Regions from separate parts of the Mus musculus genome. Here all the other regions are linked to region 2. Evidence: chromatin contacts called from public Micro-C data. All regions are on one chromosome and are shown on one strand. Each heading gives the region's core, a stretch centred on a gene start, on an enhancer-like site or on the middle of the called end of the contact. The rest is flanking DNA. Distances are from core to core; before and after follow the strand shown. Region 1 has its middle 5.3 kb from the start of Gm15290. Region 2 overlaps Gm15286 (a long non-coding RNA gene). Region 3 has its middle 40 kb from the start of Mier3.

Region 1 (4,773 bases), core at 1,357-3,856, 85 kb before region 2:
ACTAAGACTCTGTTATTCAAGTTGTTAGTGTTAAAGGGTGAGTTACAAGGGCAAGGTTGGGAACTCGGGCAGATGATAAGAGAGCTTGCTGCTGGGTACGAGATAGCCAGATAAGAAGGACAGGAAGCCCGGAGAACAACCGCCATTGTTTCCCACAGACGGACCCTCGCTGAAGAGCTCTGAGGCACCTTTTCCCTTACTAGTCAAGGTCTAAACTGTATAGGGAGTTACACCTTTATACACATTCTTTTCTTTTCTTTTTTTTTGTTTTTTGTTTTTTTTTTTGTTTTGTTTTGTTTTTTGAGACAGAGTTTCTTTGTATAGCCCTGGCTGTCCTGGAACTCACTTTGTAGACCAGGCTGGCCTTGAACTCAGAAATCCATGCGCTCTTTATACGCATTCTTGCAAGCAGCCTTTCTCATTACACCAGGCTGAGTTGTGGATAGGAGTAGCTTCTGAGAAGGCCTCCACCCATTCCAGGAAGAAGATCCCAGATTTCCTTGGGGGTGGGAGTCGCCGAGGACTCTGCCTGGTCTGACCTCCTTTGCATTTGCTTTCTGGTGCCTACGAAGAGTTCACCTTGAGGGGCTGGGGAAGTGGCTCAGTAGGTAAGAACTCTTGCTAGGCAAACACGAGGTTTCCCTGAGTTAGCATCTCCAGAGCTCATGTCAGGCACGGCCTCTGGTGCCATAACCCACTGCTGGGTATGATGCAGAGGGAGGCAGATCTGGGGAGCTCTCTGGCCAGTCAACTTAACCACAAAGGAAGCTTTAGGTTTAAGCAAAGACCCTGTCTCAGGGGACTAAGGTGAGATGTGATAGAGCAGGGTACTTGTTTCCCTCTGGCCTCCCAGGCGTGCGCGCGCGCGCGCGTGCGCGCACACACACACACACACACACACACACAACCTTGGCTGTTTCCTTGCTCTGCCTGTACCTTGAAGTGAACCCCTATTCAGGAGAACCTAGATCGCTGCTCCGGTTGGAATCAGAGGAGACCCAGAAGGAGGCACCTCCTCTAATCCATACCAAAGTGACCAAGTTCTGCAGGACTTTTTAGAAAAGATGTATTTATTATTTTATGTGTGCGAGTGTTTCCCTTGTGTGTATGGAGGTGTGGGTTCCACCCGTGACTCTGGTGCCCATGGAGGTCAGAAGAGGACATGGAATTCCGTGGAACTACAGTTCTAGACAGATGGGGGCTGCCACGAGGCAGCTGGGAATCAAACCCAGGTCTCTGGAAGAGCAGTGTGTGCTTTTAGCCACTGGAGCTTTCTCTCCACAGCTCCCTCTGGAGGGGTCTACAGTAATGTAAACTAGGTCTGCCTTAAAGGAAGAACACGGTTCACTCTGAGCCGAGTATGAGGGAGCATGGCCCAAACACATGGATTCCAGTTACCCTTATTGGTGAGTGTCACCAGGAAGAGGCTACGTGATATACGACCAAGAAAGCTGTAAATCTGTATATTTACCAGGTTACTCGGTGAGGGCGTCAGACAGGTAGGCTATGCCTAGGTGAAGACATCGTTTTCATGGGCTTTATTGACTTTTGAGGGTATTTTTTATTTTAAATTTTATGTATATGAGTGCTAGTCTGCATATATGTTATATGGTCCCCAAGGAGGCCAGAAGAAGGTGTCAGATCCCTTGGGACTGGAGATATGAGTGTTTGTGAGGTGACATATATATTCTGGTCACCAAACCTGGGTCCTTTGCTCTAACCACTGAACCATCTCCCAACCTCCACCCATCTAGCATTTTTTTTTAGCTTTAGGGTTGAAGACTACAGATTTGCTAAGCCTAGTGAAATCTGAGACGTTATGTTACGAGTTAGGAGACCATTAACTCATATATCAAAGTTAAGACAAGTGGCTTTTAAAGTGGTGATGATATTCCAAGATAATTTGGGTTCTCAACCTACAATACTCTATTTCTCTAAAACAGCGGTTCTCAACCTGTGAGTTGTGACCCCTTTGGAGGGGGTTGCATATCAGAGATCTACATTATGATTCATAACAGTAACAAAATTACAGTTATGGAGCAGCAATGGAAATAATTTTGTGGCTGGGGAACTTTATTAAAGGGTCTCAGTGTTAGGAAGGTTGAGAACCACTGCTCTGTGGGCTTGGTGCCCCACTCAGGTGCCTGCTGGATCTTCAGAGTGGAAATGGCTTCTTTGCTATGGCAGCTGGCGCTGACTGGTGCAGCATCTGTCCAGTCTGTCTGAACCTCTGTCCTTCTGCCCTCTGGGTCACCCTTGCATGGTTCTCCTTGCAGTGGCCATATCTTAAACCTAACAGCTAAATCCATTTCCTTCTGCTTCAGGGATGGACTCCATCCTAGCAACTGTGTCTGCCCAAATCTCAGAATAATTAAATCGGGATTTGGGGGCTGGGGGATGGGAGGGAGGAGGTCTCCTGACTTGAAGAGTGAAATTCGGTGAGGCAGCGAGGGGACCTTTTTTAGACTTTAGACATATTACATTTAAGGAGCTGCTGTTGGGGACAGTCACATTCTGCCTGGAGCTGCGGTGGGGGACAGTCATGTTCCGCCTAGATCGTGTGTCAGGAATGAGAATCTTAGCTGCTTCGGTGATTCCCCCTGACTGCCAGGAACGCTGAGGGCAGCCCTCTTTATGACCTCTTGCTACTGGGAAAAACTGTATCTTTCAAGTTCCTGTCCTTTGTGAGCTGGCTTGCAGCCAGCGACCGACAAATGTTTAGAAGATAAAGTCTAGGCTCTCGGTCCTCAGCTCTGGACAACCCTGAGAGCAACTGACCTGAAGACTGCTCACAGGATAGTTTGAGACCCACCCTAGCAGCTGGGTGTCTCCTGCTTCTCTTCCTTGGGTGTTAGTCCTGAGACACCCCCCCCCCAATAAAAATTCTGGGTGCTAACTCCTCTCAGGGGCGTTATTTCTGGAAAACTCAGCCTGGGGAGGGTTTTCTATCAATTAACTACCATTTTCTTCTACATTTATAGCTGTTCCTACAAACACCAGAAGAAATGTGTCAAATCCACATTAATTATGTTTATTTTGAAATATAAATTCAGTGAAAGTATAAGCCGGGGGGAACACGGGTATGTTAGGTGGGAAAATAGGTAGTAATTACTGAATTGTGCGAGAATATAAATTAGTGCCATGAATTTAAAATTGAGCTCAGTCTATTTTGGTTACAGTAAATAACTTAGTGTGTTTGTGATGATTTCAGAAAATTAACTTGGTACCAGGGAAGATTTGCAAACTGGCCTTGTTTGTTAGGCGCTTGCTTTGCTTGCCAGCCTGCCATCCATCCATCCTTCCTTCCATTCTTCCTTCCTTCCTTCCTTCCTTCCTTCCTTCCTTCCTCCCTCCCTCCCTCCCTCCCTCCCTCCCTCCCTCCCTCCCTCCCTCCCTCCCTCCCTCTCTCTTTCTTTCTTTCTTTCTTTCTTTCTTTCTTTCTTTCTTTCTCTCTCCCTTCCTTTCTTCCTCCCTTCCCCGGCTCTTTCTTTTTTCCTTTCTTTCTTTTTCTTTTTGTACTGAAAGTGAACAGGGAGCCTCAAACGTAAGTCCACCCTCTACCCCTGAACTATGTCTCAGCTCCTCTCAAGTTCTCCCTCAGCAGCCCTTTGCCGTGACCATGGGCTTGGGCCGGCTCTCAAGGGGTCCCGGATCCAAAGGCCACCTGTGAGGTGGGCAGAGTAAACTCCCTTTCAGCAACTTCACCTCTAAATGTGTCTGAGGGAGATAAAGAGATCATGGGTGAGACCTCCATGCCCAGCAAACAGCTCTCTCTCTCTCTCTTTCTCTCTCTCTCTTTCTCTGTGTTTGGGGGGTGTGGGACCTTTCCCACATCTATAGTTTTATGAATAGTACTATATACAAATAATGCTTACTTTATTTTGTTTATGTGTTTGTGTGAGTGTTTGCCATGTGTGGGTGCTCACAGAGGCCAGAATAGAAACCAGACTAGCAGGGTATTGTGAGCTGTCTAACCTTGGTATTAGAACCAAACTCTGCAGAAGAGCAGCAACACTCTTAAACACTCTCCTAAGAGTTCCCTCTGAATACACTCATAGACTCTTTTCCTTTGAGTCAGTGTTCCATATTCTCTAGACTACCCTTAAATTTTGTGTGTGGCCAAGGACAACCTGGAACTCCTGCTCCTCCTGTCTCTACACCCCCAGGCCTGGAGTTACAGAGATGTACTGTCATGCTTCTATTTTATATGAAATACTTTCATTTTTCTGATTATCATCTTACGTTGGTGGCTGTGAGTGGTGATCTTGCTTTTCTGTCCATCATTGATATCTTGGTTAGATCTCATAGCTTTATGGTTACTCTTAGTTGCTCAAACTCAATCAGCTTTAATTCCAGTTTTGATAGACTGATTGTGCGCATGTTGTGTGAGAGTGTGTATATGTGGTGTCTGTGCCTGTGTGTGTGCAGATGCGCATGCCTGTGCCTGTGCACACACGAAGAAGAGGCCAGAGGAGGATGCTGGAGTTCCTGCTTCATCACTTTGTCTTCTTCCTTTAGAAACAGTCTCTCCCTGAACCTGGAGCTGGCTGGTGGCTAACAAGTCTTAGTCATCCTCCTGTCTCTGCTCCCCACAGTGCTGTGGTAACAGGTGTGTGACCACCCCCAGCTTTTTATTTTACATGGGTGCTGGAGTCTGAATTCATATTTCAAGCTTGTACAACAACAACAACAACAACAACAACCCGTCTCTTACTTATGGAGCTCTCTTTGGTCCGAGGAGCTCTGTACTTACACAAGGTCCCAGGACTCACC
Region 2 (4,677 bases), core at 483-2,982:
GGACTTTTCCTTCTCAGTCATATCAGCCTTTGATCTTTTTATATCAGCTCAATCCAGCATATTGTCCAGAAATTGTTATTACTTTTTTTTTCATCTTTAGTCCTCTTGAGTATGGGACCCAGCCAATGTCTGTAGAAGTCCCGAACAAACGTTGCAAAGTCTAAATAAATGGGTCCTACACGGCTTTGTTGACAAGGCTTACTCTCAGTTCTGTTTCCCCATAAGTTGATGCCCACAGTCATAAACGCTAGGATCTTAGGAGGTATCTTTGCTCATAAACGAAGCTGAAAGAAAAAAAAACGAGAAGGTGAAAATCAAGGCCAGATTGTAGGCACCATCTCCGCTTGTCGGGACTGTAGATACTCGGCCATGTGTGTTTGAGGAAAAGTTGATGCTTTCAAAATGAGGAGACTGTAGCAGATCCAAAGCCTGACAATTAGCATTTCTTCTGAGGGATTGCCACAGTGTGCATACAGTTTGAGAGTGTCTCCTAAAGGCCCATGTGTTGGGCAGGTGAAGATTCTACACTACCTTAGCGTGAGGGTATGATACACAGCCTCTAATGTAAGGAAGGTCCCGTGGGAAGCAAATGGGGACATGTCCCTCAGAAAAGACCAATGTGCTTCTCAGGAAAACCTGGCTCATTCTTTTAAAAAAATATTTATTTATTATTTGTATTGACGTTTGGCCTGCAGCTATGTCTATAGGCCACATGTGTACCTTGCCAGTAGAGGCCAGAAAAGAGTGTCAGATCCCCTGGGATTGGAGCTACAGACAGTTATGAGGAGTCATGAACATATTGGGGAACTGAGACCAGGTCCTGTACAAGGGGAGCCAGTGCTCTTTTTTTTTAATTTACTTATTTATTTATTATATGTAAAGTACACTGTAGCTGTCTTCAGACACTCCAGAAGAGGGCATCAGATCTCATTACGGGTAGTTGTGAGCCACCATGTGGTTGCTGGGATTTGAACTTCGGACCTTTGGAAGAGCAATCGGGTGCTCTTACCCACTGAGCCATCTCACCAGCCCAGCCAGTGCTCTTAACCTATGATCAATCTCACTAGCCTTCCCTGGTTAATCCTTTTGAGAGATATGTTATAGATAAACATGCCATGCAATGTTGCCCACACCCCATACAATTGGATGCTATCCACCACTAGAGCTCAGCTGATGCCAGCATTGTGCCATTGAACTCCCAGGACTGGGTAACAGATAAAATTCTTTATTTTATAAATGACCGACTTCTGGCATTTTGTTATAGATACAGAAAATGAACCAATATAGGCACCGTCTCAGTGGGGCTATGAAAATTCCTGCACTGCCCATGACAGGAATAGAGAATGTTCTGGACAGGAGTGGACCATGAATCACTGATTTAACGGAGGTCTCTCTTATTGCATCATAGAGAAAATGCAGATCCACTTTGGAAGTGAAGGGAATCAGGAGAATATTCTCTGGATTATCCAGAGTCATAACTCTCGTAACCAGCTCTGCCCAGGGCAAGATGCAGCATAGCAAGGTAGTTTTGAACATTGTAAACTCTGGATTCATGGCAGTAACACAAGCCTGGTCATTCACCAGAACCTAGGAGAAGAGGGTGGACTGAACAGATAAAGCTAGCGCAGTAGGTAAGGGGCAAGCTTAACAAAGTACAGATTAATACTATATGCAAATACCGAAGGCCTGAGACAAAGAAAACGAGCTGGCGGTAGGTGCCGCTTGTGCAATCTCAGACCCCACTGTACACACTTCCTTTGTGGTAATTACTGTCACCACAGCCAAACAGTCACTTCTCCAATCGTTTGTAATTATTTATCTCCTTAACTTCACAGTACATTTCATGAGGAGGTAGGTAGTGTCTGTCTTATCACCCCAAATCCTATACTGACAGACACACAGTAAATATTTATTGAGTAAATGAAGGGTCACAAACCAATCATGTACTGGGCTCTTTTGCATAATGTGCTCCTCATTCAGGCTTAAACTCTATTTTGTGCCTTCAGATTCACCAGCTGCCTCCTGTGTGCATAAATTAAACCCCACTGACAGTCATCTCACCTGTGGCTTTATGTACATGGCTTGGATCAGAGGGTCATGGACAGAGCCAAAAAAATAAGTCCTTTGGTTTTTGTTCTTGTTTTCTGTTTTCATCTTGGTTTAGTTTGATTTGGTAACTTTCAAATAAAAAGTAGATCCAAGCTACGGGAAAGTTGAAAGCAGAGAGAACTGCAGTTTTATATTAGTAATTCTCATGTTTGTTTGTTTTTCCATGATGGTTTTTCTGTGCAGCCCTGGCTGTTCCGGAACTTGCTCTGTAGATCAGGCTGACCTTGAATTCACAGAGATCCACCTGCCTCTGCCTCCTGAGCCCTGAGATTAAAGCTATGCGCCACCATTGCTAAGCAACCAACATCAGTAACTCTCAAAGTGCCACAGAAAGGAAATCTAGAATGTACCCTTTCATCTTCCTCTCTCTCTCTCTCTCTCTCTCTCTCTCTCTCTCTCTCTCTCTCTCTCTCTCTCCTTCTTTCTTTCTAAAACTGGGTCTCATTATGTAGCTCTGGCTGGCCTAGAACTCAATCTGTATAGCAGGCTGACCTCAAACCCACAGTGATCTATCTACCTGCTTCCTCTGCCTCTGCCTCTGCCTCTGCCTCTGCCTCTGCCTCTGCCTCTGCCTCTGCCTCTGCCTCTGCCTCGTTCCCAACCAGGTTGACATGACCTTGGCTGGGGACCCAGAGACTCCACCTTTCTTTTTGGGCTGAGTTTTTTTCAGATATTGTGATAATAAATTCCAGTTTAATGACTCCAAATCTTTTCCCATCATTTGCAATCAAGTCCTTTGGCCAGTACAAAATCTAAGTGGGACTTTCAGGAATAGTCACAGTCCCTGCTCCAGAGAGAAGACACACAGAGTATCCTTCTGTTCTCTGGGAGAAAGGCAAATTTCAAATATCCCTCCCTGTTGCTCTTTCCTTGGTATGTCAAAAGGCCCAAGAGAAGGGCTTAGGGGTTAGAGAAATGGTTCATTGTTTAAGAGCATTGGTTGCTCTACCAGAAGACCCAGGTTTGGTTCTTAGCAAACATACAATGGTTTATATCTGTAATTCCAATTCCAGAGGATCTGACACCAACTTCTGTACTTCGTTGGCACTAGGAATGCATGTGGTGCATATACACACATGCAGCCAACGCACTCATACACATAAAATAAAAATATTTAAAATAGAGAGGGAGGGAGGGAGGGAGGGTGGGAGAGAGAGAGAAAGAGAAGAAGAAGAAGAGAAGGAGGAGGAAGAGGAAGAGGGGGAGGAGGAGAAGATTTATTTTGGATTATGGTTTCAATGAATGTAGTCCATCCTGGTTGGTAAAGCATGACAGTGGGAACATGGAGTGATTGGTTACATGGTGTCTGCAGTCAGTAAACACAGACAGACCAATGTTGACATTCTATTCGCTCTCTCCTTTTTATTCAGTTCCAGACTCCGGACCGTGAGATGGTGCTACCCAGATCCAGGGTGTATCTCTGTGGGGATGCTCTCGCATGCACATACCTCCTCATTGATTGAAACCTCAGTCCAGGTGGCCTTGAAGATTAATCATCACAGTAGCAGCCAACCCACTGCCCTGAGCTTTACAGGATCTTCCACGTCCTCAGATGCCAGCCTGAAAATTATACCCAACATATCCACACCTCCCTCACTACCTCATTCTCCTACTTTGGTGTAGATTTATTTCAAAGGTTATTGTCTAATCAACTAAAATGCGTCTAAATACATTTTCCCCCTATAGTTCTAATTTCAGAGTCACCAACGTGCTCTCTTGAATTTAATTGTTTAAAAAGGCTGCAGCTGTGGGGTGACAGACATTTTTAAGAATTAAGTGGCTGTCCAGTTCAGGTTTTAACTTTTTCTACTTAGTGTTAGAAGCAATTCCTGTGTCTTTTGAAAATCCTGCTCGTTTGAAGTAGGTTTTACAAGCAATCGATGCCCCTTGGTCTAGCTGTGGGTCCGGAGGCTTTGTTGGAATTGTTATGGTGGCCTTATGTCCTTTGCCATATGCAGGACCAGGACATGGAGGAGTGTGTGTTGACTAGTTTTGGGTCAACTTGATACAAGCTACAGACATATGGGAGGAAGGCACCTCAATTGAGAAAACACTGCACTAGATTGACCTGTGAGAGAGCTGTATGCACTTTCTTGGTTGGTGATTGACTTGGGGTGTCCAACTCACTGCGAGCAGTGCCAACCCTAGGGAGGCAGTCCGGAGTTGTGTAAGGAAGCAGGCTGAAAAAAGCCACAGAACACAAGTCAGTAAAGAGCATTCCTCTATGACTTCTGCTCCAGTCCTTGCCTTCAGGTTCCTGCCCTGAGTTCTCATCTCACCCCCGCTTCCTCAGTGATAGATAGACTTATCAGCTACTGCTTATAGTAGCTTAAAGTCGGAAACAACACAGTAACAACAACAATAGCAACAACAACAACAACAACAACAACAACAAACCCTTTCTTCCTCAAGTTGTTTTGGCCACGGTGTCTCATTACAAGAATAGAAAACTTAACTGAGACAAAGTGTATGAGTTTTTCTTTTTAAAATCTGCTCATTCGCACTTTTCCAAAGGTCCTCCTTCTGGCCCAGACTGTGGCTTTAGTGAATCCCCTGCCCCTCTGGACC
Region 3 (4,645 bases), core at 142-2,641, 85 kb after region 2:
ATCTTCCTGTAGACACCTAAACCCAAGGTCATACAACGAATGTCTTCTGGTTTAAAGCCATTTGGTTGTTGATAGCCATTTTCAAACAGTCTCACCTTTTGATGCTGGACTCTCAGAAGGTGTTGATTTTTTGACTCAACTGGTTCTGGAAGCACAAGAAATTTGATGGCTTACTATGGTCGTTTAAAAATAGAGCCTGGGGAACCTTTGGTAACGTTCCTAGAACAACGTCACCTGTAATAATTTTATCTTTGGGTCTTTTGCAATGTGTTGAAGAATCTGAAAGTTTCTGTTTCCTACGCAGCAATCGACTAAAGTTCTGGATGATTCCTGGGTTATTGCCCTTAATGAACTAAGCTATGCTAAACTGAGACCCTAGAAGAAGCAATTCTTTGGGAGAGGTCAATGTTCTCTAACCCGCAACCATGAGCATCCAAGTAGCCAGTCATCAACATGCGTTTTGTTTTGTTTTGTTTTTGCAAAGAAACTTGGGCATGGAAATGCTAGGGAACGTGCCCGAGGTACTAAAGCTGTAAACGGAAAGATCAGAAGCAGACACGTAGCTCAGCTTTCCCTCGAACCATTCAATAGCTACTTGAATGTTTTCAAATAAGAATCTTCGTAAACACTTTTTCCCATAGGCGTGTCCTTTTCAAAGGCAAACTTAAGCCAAATTCACATCCCTTGTCATATAGTCTCTCCCGGGAGTGGTAATTTCTTCTTTGACTATATCACTCTTACTTCCAGAACTATTTTTTTTTTTTAACAAACTGTTGTTTCTGAACAAAAAGGAAGAAACTTTCTCTTGATATTTCTAAGGTAACGCCACACCCGAATTCACGTCTCCGTAGTGTGAAGCTTCGGGAAGGCGCTTGTGTCTGTCTCACTTTCAGCCGAGTCTTCCGCTGCATAGACTGCAGATCAGCAGCACGCTCACAAACGCCAGCCGTCACAGCCCACGGCGACCCACCCCGAGCAATCCATGGTTTTCTGCTCTTTTCTACGCGTTAATGAGACTAAGCCTTGACTTTTCCGAGGAAGTTCAAACTCCTAGGTCCCGGTTGAGGAAAGGCCACACCCCCACTTTGTAAGTTTCTATTTGCTCCTTTGCAGCATCCTTGTAAGGGCGGAGTTACTAAAGGAAAAAAGCGCGCGCGCGTGAGACCCAGCAGCGCGGCGCACACTGGGAAAGGGGACACAGGTCCCGCCCCCGTAAGGTGGGCATCTGCGTTACCGAATAGCCCCAACCCCCTCGGCGACCCTCAGCCTCAGGGCTCCGCCTACTTTGGGCTCCACCCACTTCAGGTTCCTTTCGCCTTAAACCTCGGGTTGTCCCAGGCTCCACCCACCTCAGGCTCCTCCTCTTAGGCCCGCCCACCGCAGAACTTTGGAAGCCCCCAGGCTCCACCCACCTCAGGCTCGGCCCCCCCCAAGGCTTGCTCGAGTCAGCCCAGGGCATCCCGGGGCTTCAAGTACTTCAGGCTCCGCCTCCGCGGCCCGCCCGCCTCAGCCCATTGGCTGGGCGTAACAGCTTTGGCAGCAGCGAGGGCTGCGTGACGTCGTGAGGTCCTGCCATTCCGTCCTCTCACTTCGGGTTGTAGGTGAGGCTTCTCACATTCTGGGGGGGACGAAGCGGCGCCATCGCCCCCACACACCCTGCAGGCTGCTCTGTGGTGCAGCGAGGAGGAAGGCGTGGAAGAGGCGCGTCGAATCCTCGCCCCGCTCAGTTAAGGGAGGAGCCGGGCTGCGCTGTCCCGCCCTCCGGGCCTCCGCCCAGGGTGTCCCACACCGCAAGGCTCCTGCAGCCCGGGCGCGCAGAGCTGGAGCAGCCTGCTCTCGCTGTGCGTTTGCGCTCTCATGGGTACAACGATCTTGGTTGTGCGCGAAGAGTCACTGGACTTCATGGCATCCTGGCCTCTAGGAACGCTCCCTGGGCGTGGGCCGCCTGGTTTCTTTCCCAGGGTTGTGCCTGCTGCTTGTAACGTCTGTCCTCAGCCTCTGCTTAGTCCCTACTCTCATGGGCTCCACTCAGCTGAACTCTTCTCGGCCAATTTCCAGCCTTAGCCTGGACCTCAGGCGCTTCTAAGAGCGAGCGAACCCATTCAAAGAGGCACACACACACTGATTTAGTTTATGCGTATTAGTGATTTACCTGCATGTATATATGTGCACCTTGTGGGTATCTGGTGTCCACGGTGTCCGCTGGAACCGGATAAATGGTTGTGAGCGACCATGTGGATGTTGGGAACAGAATCCCAAGGTAGCTGCATGAGTGTTCTTAACTAAAGTGATTTGTGAATATATAGACATAAGAACAAAATGCCCTGTTTGCACTTCATTCTCCTAAACAGCCGAAGGCAAGATTACCAGACAAAATGCTTTCTTAAGGAGCTTTTTAAGGTATAGTATATGATATTTCATAGTGGTGTATGATAAACCGCACACACTTAAAGTGAACAATTTGATAAATCTTTTGTCTATACACTAATCAAAATTAAGATTGTAAATGTATCCATCACTTTCAAAATCCTGTTAGAACCTTTCTTTAACCATTCTCATGTATTCTTTCATTCCCAGTCCCCAAGTGACCATTAAGCTTTCTGTCATTGGATTAATATGATCATGTTATATTATCCTTTATATTACTGGGTTCTTTTGGTAAGATATTTAAAGAAAATTTGCATATGCATTATGAGAGATATGGGTCTATAATCTTGTGTTTGATGTTATTTTATCCAGTTTTGGATAAATACTAGCCTCATGGAAGGTGGGAAGCCATTTCTCCATGGATGGTATTTGAAAGAACTTTAATAACTCACTCAATGCACAGGGCCAGCACCCATGTGTATCAATAGGTCGGGTGTCCACACGACAGATTCTGGAACTTTGGTTTCTTTTTAAAAGAAAAAAAAAACACGCACACAGAAATATTATAAGAATGTGTTTTGGAGGCTGGAGAGATGGCTCAGCAGTTAAAAGCACTGACTGCTTTTCCAGAGACCGTGAGTTCAACTCCCAGCAACCACATGGTGGCTTATAATCATCTGTAATGGGGATCCGATGCCCTCTTCTGGTATGTCTGAAGACAGTGAAAGTGTACTCACATACATGAAATAAAAAAATAATAAATCTAAAAACAACAACCCAAAAAGAATGTGTTTTTGTTTTAATTCCAGGCTTGCTTTGACCTGTCAGAATCAGCTGATCATGATTTGCCTCATGCTCTAGCAAAAGCCTGGTTTTGCCAGCTGCAGATAGTTTCTGCGATTGTGTGACATTTGGAATTCTGGGAACTTTTCTGAGGGTATATAAATGTGAGGGCCTTGTGGTGGTTTGAATATGCACAATTAGGAAGTATGACCTTGTTGGAGGAACTGTGACACAAAGTGGGTTTTGAGACCTTCTTTTAGCCACTTGGAAGACAATCTGCTCCTGACTTTCTTTGGATGAAGATGAACTCTCAGCTCCTTCTGCACCATGCCTGGCTGGAAGCTGCCATGCTCCAAATTGATGATAATGGACAGAGCCTCTGAACCTGTAAGCCATCCTCAATTAAGTGTTGTCTTTTATAAGAGTTGTCTTGGTCATGGTGTCTGTTTATAACAATAAACCCTAAGACAGGCCCCCAAGAGGCATGGTGTGTAGTCATTGGTCATTTAGAGAGGTTGGTTACAGTTTGTTAGTAGATATGGTCAAAGAAGAAATAATAGAAAAGAGATTAGATTCCAGGATCTCTCTGTCTTCTCTCTTTCTCTCTATCCTTCTTAGGGGTGAAACTAGGGCACAGAATAAAGGGTAGGAAAAAGAAGAACCCACAAAGTAGCCAAGACCAGCTACAAGTGGCTCCTATTGGGCACAAGAAGGAAAAAACGAGAAATTTGATTTTAAATGTAGAGGAAATGGCAGGTGACAAAGAAATGTTTTTATTTTTTTCAAGTGGAAAAAATTCTTTTGACTTGTATCACTGGGATACCCCTTGCTTTGCTCTTAGAGGGGATTTTCTGTTTCTTTTTTGTATATTTTGTTTCAAAAAGGTTGAAAGACTGGCTAAGTAGTTGAAAATATTGCAGGTGGAAATGAAGGGAACTGAGAAACAAAAAATGGCTGAAATGGGGAAACAGAAGGGGGCTCTCTGCTCTCTCATTTCTCAAGGGTTTCACAGCTGTCTGTGAAACTGGAGAGGTTCCTGGTGGAGGTGGAAGTACCTGGGGATCAAGGAGTACTGGAGAAGAGAACACAAAAGCTCAGTCCTGGTGACTGAGCATGACTGGGAATTTCCCGAAGGAGGTGAGAGGGAAAGAAACTGCCAGAGGGCAGTGGAGTCAGAGAAAAGCTGAAAGAGTGGACAACCAGATGAGATAGCCTGTTTGGAAAGAAAGGGTCAATCTGGAACCTGCTGAGCTGCCAGGATTAGGGGAGGGGCATCCAGGATTATGACATCACCATCAGCTTTCCCGTTAGTCTACAGCATATATCTGCTACTGGCGTAGAGCACAGTTAGGACAAGATAGGATGTGAAGAATAAAGATAAAAAATTACTGAACTCTTCCTCACCCCAGAGCCCGACCCCTCCCATCTAGAGATTGTTCCCAGAACACTCCTGAACTCTTCACCCCAGAATGCATTCCTGAACTCCTCACCCTAG

The links. A called contact is a pair of places that touch in the nucleus more often than the background predicts.
Region 1: a contact with region 2 is called in a Micro-C map of the G1E-ER4 cell line, with 1.8 times the contacts expected there. The contact joins two enhancer-like sites. A contact is called at or near these places in 11 of 39 promoter capture datasets (3T3-L1-derived adipocytes, the HPC-7 cell line, cranial neural crest and 5 more), 2 of 15 datasets of contacts at CTCF or cohesin (CD8 T cells and the G1E-ER4 cell line), 6 of 484 Hi-C or Micro-C datasets (the G1E-ER4 cell line, liver and uterus), 2 of 115 datasets of contacts at active chromatin or transcription factors (CD8 T cells and embryonic stem cells) and 2 of 9 other capture datasets (adipose tissue and liver).
Region 3: a Micro-C map of the G1E-ER4 cell line shows a contact between it and region 2, with 5 times the contacts expected there. The contact joins two enhancer-like sites. A contact is called at or near these places in 3 of 39 promoter capture datasets (the HPC-7 cell line, embryonic stem cells and pre-B cells), 5 of 484 Hi-C or Micro-C datasets (B cells, the G1E-ER4 cell line, granulocyte-monocyte progenitors and 2 more) and 7 of 115 datasets of contacts at active chromatin or transcription factors (the 230-238 cell line, CD8 T cells, effector CD8 T cells and 2 more).

What each region holds. Positions count from the first base shown.
Region 1 is chr13:111,552,860-111,557,632 of GRCm38.p6, forward strand. No RefSeq gene overlaps it. Among named protein-coding and RNA genes, the nearest start is that of Gm15290, 5.3 kb to the left of the region's middle. Within about 2 kb of position 2,607, at least 16 of the 459 cell types and tissues checked have an H3K27ac peak or open chromatin away from gene starts, as enhancers often do. A contact at or near this core is called in the G1E-ER4 cell line, where this site is marked.
Region 2 is chr13:111,638,744-111,643,420 of GRCm38.p6, forward strand. It overlaps Gm15286 (a long non-coding RNA gene), which reads left to right. Exons shown (of 5, transcript XR_873959.1): 4 at 3,480-3,745. Among named protein-coding and RNA genes, the nearest start is that of Mier3, 45 kb to the right of the region's middle. Within about 2 kb of position 1,733, at least 60 of the 459 cell types and tissues checked have an H3K27ac peak or open chromatin away from gene starts, as enhancers often do. A contact at or near this core is called in B cells, the G1E-ER4 cell line, the HPC-7 cell line and 2 more, where this site is marked.
Region 3 is chr13:111,724,055-111,728,699 of GRCm38.p6, forward strand. It overlaps the pseudogene Gm15488. Among named protein-coding and RNA genes, the nearest start is that of Mier3, 40 kb to the left of the region's middle. Within about 2 kb of position 1,392, at least 391 of the 459 cell types and tissues checked have an H3K27ac peak or open chromatin away from gene starts, as enhancers often do. A contact at or near this core is called in B cells, the G1E-ER4 cell line, the HPC-7 cell line and 2 more, where this site is marked.